Regions from separate parts of the Mus musculus genome. Here region 2 is linked to region 1. A link is a contact called in public Hi-C data. All regions are on one chromosome and are shown on one strand. Each heading gives the region's core, a stretch centred on a gene start, on an enhancer-like site or on the middle of the called end of the contact. The rest is flanking DNA. Distances are from core to core; before and after follow the strand shown. Region 1 overlaps Vav2 (vav 2 oncogene). Region 2 overlaps Vav2 (vav 2 oncogene).

Region 1 (3,745 bases), core at 710-3,209:
CCGCAGTCTGTCAGACCAGGAGTGGCCAGAGCTTTTGTAGGACTGGGAGAAAAAGCTGACTACTTTAAGTGCTTTAAATAGAAAGCTACAGGTGATTTTTTTTATTACTTTAAAAAACATTTGTGTGTGTGCGTGCACCACAAGAGTTCAGAGAGGGTGCTGGGTCTCTTGGAGCTAGAGTTACAGACAATTATGAGCAGCCAATGTGGATGCTAGGAACGGAACTCATTATTACAACCATCTAGGTTGTGAGCTATCATGTGGATTCTGAGATTTTAATCTGTGTCTTCTGGAAGAGCAGCAAGTGCTCTCAACCACTGAGCCATCTTCTGGTCTCTATAGTTGTTGTTGTTATTATCATTATTATTATTATTTCGAGAAAGGGTTTTCCTGTAGCCCTGGCTGCCCTGGAACTCACGCTGTAGACCATGCTGGCTGGTCAAACTCAGATATTTACCTGCCTCCGCCTCCCGGGTGCTGGAATGAAAGGATAGAAGCCACAACTGCCCAGTCTCTGTAGCTTTAATTTTTTAAAGCCTACTTTTAATCATGGTTCTTAAATGCTTTAACCTCCCTTGTAGCCCACTACCCACTACAGGTAGTGAAATAGAAAGGAAGAGGGGTGGGGGTGGGGGAAGTGGACCTGTTTAGAAATTGTTCTTTGGAGCAAATCCCATCTGCGTAGTCAGGAAATCAGCAGTTCAGTTTGCAGGACAGCAGCAGCAGCTTAATCTACTTGCAAACACTTCTTGGATTACCCCCCCCCCCCTCGCAGTCACGTTCAGTAGTGTTGGGCTAGCAGTAGCCCTGGCACAGCTTAGCAGGAACAACCAGGCCTCAGCTGAATCGTGTCAGCAGGAGAAACCAGCATCAGCAAGCACACCAGAGACGTTTCCTGCCATGCTGCTCTCAGCCAAGTGAGGATCAGCCAAGATGGGAGACCAAGAAGCATTTGCAGAGTTAGCTCTATGAGCAAGCCCCTCTTACCATCCCTTGGGTCCTATTTATGCTCCCTCCAAAGACCACCTGGCTTGCCTCAGCACTAGCATCTGTCTCAGCTGACATCACTCTGCCAACTGCCCTGAGGTTGAGTCTGCAGAAGCAGCAAGAAGCCGCAGCACACCACCAGAAGTTTTTTGGTGTGTTTCTCTCTATGGAGTCCCGACAAAGGCATCTCAACTACACAGTGTCAGGAAGACCAATACGTGAGCATCATCAGTGAAGAATCCTCCATGTGTTTTTTTCACATGCTTGCTCTAGCAGAACATCCTTTTACCTGTGTTTGCTTCAGCAAAATGTTTCTTCATGTGTCTGCTTTGGCGAAACACCATCTGACACAGCTGACTTTCCAACAAACCCTTAGGTTTCCACTTCAAGTCTCTGTAGGTTTATTTATTTATTTATTTATTTATTTATTTATTTATTTCTGAGACAGGGTTTCTCTGTATAGCCCTGGCTGTCCTGGAACTCACTTTGTAGACCAGGCTGACCTCAAACTCAGAAATCCACCTGCCTTTGCCTCCCGAGTGCTGGGACTAAAGGCGTGCGCCAACACACCTGGCAGGTTTATTTTTTTTAACATACTATTTTTATTGATTATTTGAGACTCTCACATCAGGCACTGTGATGACATTCACCTCCCAGCCCCTCCCATGACCTCCCATTCCCCAAAAAAGAAAGGAAAAGAAAACCAAACAAATAAAAACTTACCACAAGTCCACTTTGTGGTGTCCACATGCTCACTGGGACATGGTCAGACTCTCCGAGTCTACCCGCTCAGGGAAGCTGCGTCCTTCTCCACCTGCACCCCCCGCCCCCCCAGAAGCCATCAGCTGTGGAGAGATCCTTATCACAAAAAATTTTCAGTTCCCTGTGACTGCTTCCTCTCTAGGCTGTTACTTTGTGACTTTGGGTGGAGGCAGGAGTTGTCACAGGAGTCTTTAAATGTTCCTCTTTCTCAACTGTATGTCTGCAGTCATCGATGACACTATAAGACTAACTTCCTCTTTGGAACTCTCACATCATGCACCAGGATTGGGTTCACCTCCCAGTCCTTCCCATGACCTTCCCATCCCCACCAAAGGAAGAAAGGAGAAGAAAACCTTCATAGTCAGTACGAACACAGGTTTCTGGAAGCAGCACGGGTTGTGAACATCCACGTGGTCTCTGGCATCAATATGTGCCAAGGACCTCCGTCTGGTCTCCAGTGACAACATGGCCCTTGGACATCAACATGGTTCCCTGCCAAAGCATAGGCCACTGACCAGCATGGCTTCAAGGAGAAACATGGACCATGGAGGTCTTTCTAGGAGGAGGATGTCCAATCCAGTAAATGGACCGCTCTTCATCAGGGTCATCCTGTTGTTGCCGTTCAGAGCCAAAATGATCGTGTGACTGGGCAGCTTTTCCGAGGCTGAGTCCACACAAGCACCAGGCTGTCGCACAGCATCCTGGAGACCCCAGTGGACAAGGACCTGCTCCTCCATCAACCGCAGCCTTCTCCCAGCCCATCACAGCTGTCAAGTCTCCAGCTCTGCTGTGCATGCACTGCTCTGATCCTACATCTTTGAGCCTCTTCATCACATGTTTCTTCATTGTAGTGGCATTGGGAGATGCGGTGTCACACAGTTGGTTCCTCCCTCTCCCCAAACACCTTTTGCCCAAATAATGTTCATTGCAATAAGCCATTGGTCTGGTTCAAGGCCTCTGGCTTCTGCTGTACCGGATGCTTGCCCAGGCTCATGGAGATCCTGCAGCTATGGCTCTGCAGGACCAACCTCTCTGTGTGCCTTAGCAGCTCATAGATGGAGGAGATGTTGGGGTAGGCCAACTCAGAGCCCTGCATCTGGGCCTGGGTGGTAGCTGACTTTGTCAACCCAGGCTGGTGGGGAGGAACAGAGGCCAGCTCTCCTCCACTGACCTGACACCTGCTGTCTCTTCCACAAGGTTACAACATCTCTAGTCTTGTTTTCAAGCAACTTCTGATAGATGTATTCCATAGGTACAGGGAACTTTCTTTTTTGTAGATAGCTTGATGGGATTTGTAGGTAAAAACTAGCTTCTGCATGGAGATTTGACCTCATTGCCCAGCATCTGTTGATCTTCTGGGAAGTGGTAGCTTCTAGTCACTGGACAGAGCATCTGGACCCCAGGGATGAGGGCAGGAGGAAGTGCTTCTTTGCTGGATGGCAAAGGACTGGGTTTGGTGGCCTGTGTCCCACCTGGAGGTAGGGCAAGTATGTAGGTGACACATAACCAGTGGTTGAGGGAGGAACCTGTGATCATTACGTGGGTGGCTTTGTCAAGTGTGTGTGCACATGCTGTGCATACGACCAAGAGGTCGCATGGCTGATTGTCTCGATGGACTTTGGCTGATGTTTTGAAATCTCATCATTAGTTTTGATTCCCCTCCTTGGCCACAAAACCACAAGGGTCACCAAAGTCAATTGATGGAGAGTGGTCAGTTGCTTGTGAGCCTCGGGGGAAGGATGTGCTTAAACCTCAGAGTGGAACTGAGTCTGGGGTCCTCTGGTTAGATGGGCATATAGTGCTAGCCCCAGCTGACTGCCAGCCCCCTGAGATGGAAGCTCATTGCCTAGGGTTGCAGTGTGTCCCTGGGGGACCCCTTTGCTGAGCTCTGTCTGCTCCTGTCCATCAGCTGGACAGGTGTTTGAGGCAGGAGAGTCAGTGTTGTTCTTGTTACACATTGTTCTAGTATGCTCTTGTAAATTTTTAAGTGTCTGCA
Region 2 (3,745 bases), core at 804-3,303, 55 kb before region 1:
AAGCCCAGGCTCCTTGGGGATGGAGAGGGCAGAATCTGGGCTGAGGTGGCAGTGCAGCAGGAATGTAGACGGAGACTGGGTGGGCTTGCTGAGATGCTGGTCTGGACCTATGCCTCCAAGTAACTGCCTGGTATGATGGGAGTTTGAGTGTCCCTTCCTGATAGCATTGATGGACCACCCCTGTCCTCATGGTCCTCTGTCCTCTCAGACGATGATCCGCTGCTGTCGGGTTTCCTGTTCTCTAGCTACCCTGGTTGCCCTGGGGATGTGGGGGCTGCTCCATTTCTCAGCACCTCTGAGTCACTCCACTGCTCTCTCACTTCCCTTGGGCGCCCTATCCCCTGCCCCCTCAAAATAACACCTGGGATGGGGCAGAGAGCCCAGGTTGCCATTCTCTCTGAAAGCAGAGCAAGAGACTCTCTTCATGCACGCCTCAGAGTGATGCAGGTTGCTGATTTGGTGGCCAAGTGAGTGAAGGATGAGTGGAGCAGGGAAAGTGGGGAGGAGCTGAGTCCTGCAGGCTCAGCCAGGTGCTCTTGGATAATCATGGAATGTGGTCGGGAAGGCCATCTTGATGAGGACATCGTACGAGGTCCTAAGCCATACATGTGTTTAAGGTGAGGTGGCTTGGCTTTCTGTTTATTTTCTTCCTTCCTTTCTTCCTTCCTTCCTTTCTTTCTTTCTTTCTTTTAAAGATTTATTTATTTATTTATTTATTGTATGTGAGTACTCAGCACACTGTCACTGTCTTCAGACACACCAGAAGAGGGCATTGGATGGTTATAGATGGTTGTGAGCCACCATACGGTTGCTCGGAATTGAACTCATGACCTTGACCTTTGGAAGAGCAGTCAGTGCTCTTAACTACTGAGCCATCTCTCCAGCCCCAGCTTTCTGTTTCTTGCTCTGCCTACAGGGTGAGTTTGCTAGGAACCTGGAATTTGGGGCCTTTGGCCCAGCATGGGAATTCCCGTGATGGAAGGAAGCCCTTCCCACTTCGTGATGCACATCTTTATTGAGAACATCTATTATCATTGTGCACCTGACTAGAGGTGAAACTGTGGCAACAATCTTGAGTGTCCATTTGTGGGGAGACTGGAGGACGCATGTTGGGCTCAGGCCAGGGCAACTATACCCATCTCCATGGTGAGCTAGGGATTTGAGGCACCAGTGAGGAGGTGCGGAACCCAACATCTGATGGCTCCTGTGTCACTCAGAGCACCAGCTTGGACAAGGCACTAGAGCAGCTGGGCAGGGAGGCCAAGGTCATTAGCAACCCTGCCTTCCCTTTGTCTAGGAGAGGTTATTTCTATATTGGGAGAAAAATGAAAACAAAAACAAACAAAAAGAAAACCCAAAACCAAAAAACTGGTCTTACACCAGGCTTCTTCCTGTCCTGTTCATATGAGACAGGACCTGTGACCCTTCCTCAGCACAGGCACCACCCCTGGGCCACTGTGTCCCCCTTTGGTAAGATGGCAGTGGCTATCCCAGCCCAGAACATGCTAGCAAGGATAAGAGGACAAGAAACCAGTGTTCCTAGATGCCTCAACAGGAACTCTGGTTGGCCGTGGGACCCAGGGTGCCAAAGGCATGAAGGAGGCTCCAGTCAGTATACCCTGCCGTTCTCCTGACCCAGCTGTGAAATGCCAGATCTGGTGTAGCTTTCCTGGCCTGTCCTCTATGCCTGGGTAGCCTCTCACATGCTGGGCTCTTTTGGGGTGGGGCCTGAGGGTGAGTCTGCAGCTGTGAGCACTCCTGACCTTGGCCGCCCCACCTGTTGCCCTGGCATCCGTGGAGCCCCGTCCCCTCTCCCTGCCTGGAGGAGGGGGCAGAGATTGGGCACTGAGGGGCCTGGAGCCAGTGGGATTGGAATTTCTAGAAAGTTCAGCTTTTCACTGATTTTTTTCATGGGCCTTTGAGAAAGGGAACCCCAGAGACTGGCCTCACTGGACACACCTCCTTCCACCCCCAGCCCTGAGAAGAGCTATAGTCTAAGAGCTAAGAAGCCATACCTGCTTGTGGGGGGAAAACCAGAAACAAAAGAAGAAGCCATGAACCCAGTGTGGCCTGAGTCTAAGTTCCTGAAAGTTCAGGGGAATTCCTCAAGCTGATGGGGGGTGTGGGGAGCAGTGGGGAGCTGTGTCCTTGTCCTCTTTCTACAGACAGAAGAGTTTTTCCAGTGATCTGAGAGGAGGCCTAGGGGTCTAGAGAGCTGAGGACAGTGCAGGGCCCTGGGGAAGGGTGGATGGTGTGAGGGGACCTGGAAGGTCACTGAGAGCCTGGGTTAGAGAGCTGGAGAAAGGCCCCTCTAACTTCTGAGGAAGTCTTTCTGACTCCCTTCCCCTCCCCACCCCCCAACTCAGGAAACTGCAGAGCTATTTGGTTGGGGTAACTAAGGCTCTTGAAAGGTCAGGGACTTGCCCAGGGCCACCTGGGAAGTCATGTTTAGCAGAGTTCTGCCCTGTGCTATCTGCCCCAGTGGCTTCTGGTCCTAATGTTCAGAGTGAAACTAGGTAAGAGGGGAGCAGATTGAGGGTAACGTGCCTCCCATCTGAGCCTTCCCAGGGTGCATTTTGCTGGAGCAGGGCTGCCACTGATGGCTGACCCCTCTGCTTGTGCGGGAATGGAATTGACCTGGGGATGGATCACTGTTTTTTTTTTTTTTTTTTTTTTTTTTTCCATGATGTAACTGAGAGGCCTGGAGACTTCAGAGGCAAAGTCTTTGGTGGACCCTGTAAGCTGACAAAGTGGATAGTGACTCTCTGGGGCCTCACTAAGAGACTGTTAAGAGACCCAAGGAATCAGCTCGGCAAGCTGCTGGGATGTCTGTTGTTGGCATCATCCTGTGGAACAGAGGTAGCCTCCTCTTTGCATGCAGGGGGCAGAGTCTGTTGGGGCAGCAGGAAGTCTGCCCCCCTCCCCGCCCCCTGCTAAGCTTGTGTTTACTGTACACAAAGAGCAAAATGAAAGCCGATTGCATTTAAGAAACAGGAAAAACATGTTTACATCTCGCCTTCCTCCCCTTGACAGTCCAGACTTATTTCCCTGGAATCTTCTAAAATTTTTTCATTAAGACATTTTTATCAGTCATAACAGAGACACATTCACACCCATCCATCCATCCATATGCACGGGCACACCCACTACATGCTCCCAGGTGTGCACACACCCACCTCTTGCCCACACACAGCTTGCACGCACACACATCACATACCAGCATCCCAGGTGTGCTCACCTAGCTACGACAGCCACGGGAGTGGTTTCCCCATGAACTGAGGGGTGTGCTGCGTGGTTGAGAAAGAGGGGGCTTGCACTGTTTCTAGTAATACATAGAGTTGTCCCATGTGGGACAGTCGCCTGCTTTTGCAGGAATGAGGGGATTGTTGTAGCTGCCCCTCCCACATCAATCATTAATCAAGAGAATGCTCCTTAGGCTTGCTTACAGCCCATCTGCTGGAGGCTTTTTCTCTATCCAGGTTGCCTGTTCCCAGATGACTCTAGCCTGTTTCAGCCACTGGGTAGTGGGTTTGGATCTGAGATCTGCGTGCAGTCTGGAGTCATGGTCTCTGAGGACAGGAGTTCTCGGGAATGGCTGGTGGGGAAGATTTAAACCAAGACCTCTGCCTGGAAGGTGGTTAGGCGTGTTCTACTCTGCCCTACAGTGACATACCACACTAGCTCTGGGGCATCTGCGGCAGAAGTGAGATGTGGTGTCTGGTAGGGAGAGTGAGAGACTGGACTC

What was found. A called contact is a pair of places that touch in the nucleus more often than the background predicts.
Region 2: a Hi-C map of conventional dendritic cells shows a contact between it and region 1, with 2.5 times the contacts expected there. The contact joins two enhancer-like sites. A contact is called at or near these places in 1 of 39 promoter capture datasets (liver), 14 of 484 Hi-C or Micro-C datasets (the G1E-ER4 cell line, the N1E-115 cell line, the STO cell line and 10 more), 15 of 115 datasets of contacts at active chromatin or transcription factors (the 230-238 cell line, the HPC-7 cell line, bone marrow-derived dendritic cells and 11 more) and 3 of 9 other capture datasets (adipose tissue, liver and pancreatic islet).

Annotation. Positions count from the first base shown.
Region 1 is chr2:27,348,720-27,352,464 of GRCm38.p6, reverse strand. The region is part of intron 2 of Vav2 (vav 2 oncogene); the gene reads left to right. Among named protein-coding and RNA genes, the nearest start is that of Vav2, 77 kb to the left of the region's middle. Within about 2 kb of position 1,959, at least 35 of the 459 cell types and tissues checked have an H3K27ac peak or open chromatin away from gene starts, as enhancers often do. A contact at or near this core is called in the HPC-7 cell line, bone marrow-derived macrophages, conventional dendritic cells and 1 more, where this site is marked.
Region 2 is chr2:27,403,664-27,407,408 of GRCm38.p6, reverse strand. The region is part of intron 1 of Vav2 (vav 2 oncogene); the gene reads left to right. Among named protein-coding and RNA genes, the nearest start is that of Vav2, 22 kb to the left of the region's middle. Within about 2 kb of position 2,053, at least 86 of the 459 cell types and tissues checked have an H3K27ac peak or open chromatin away from gene starts, as enhancers often do. A contact at or near this core is called in the HPC-7 cell line, bone marrow-derived macrophages, conventional dendritic cells and 1 more, where this site is marked.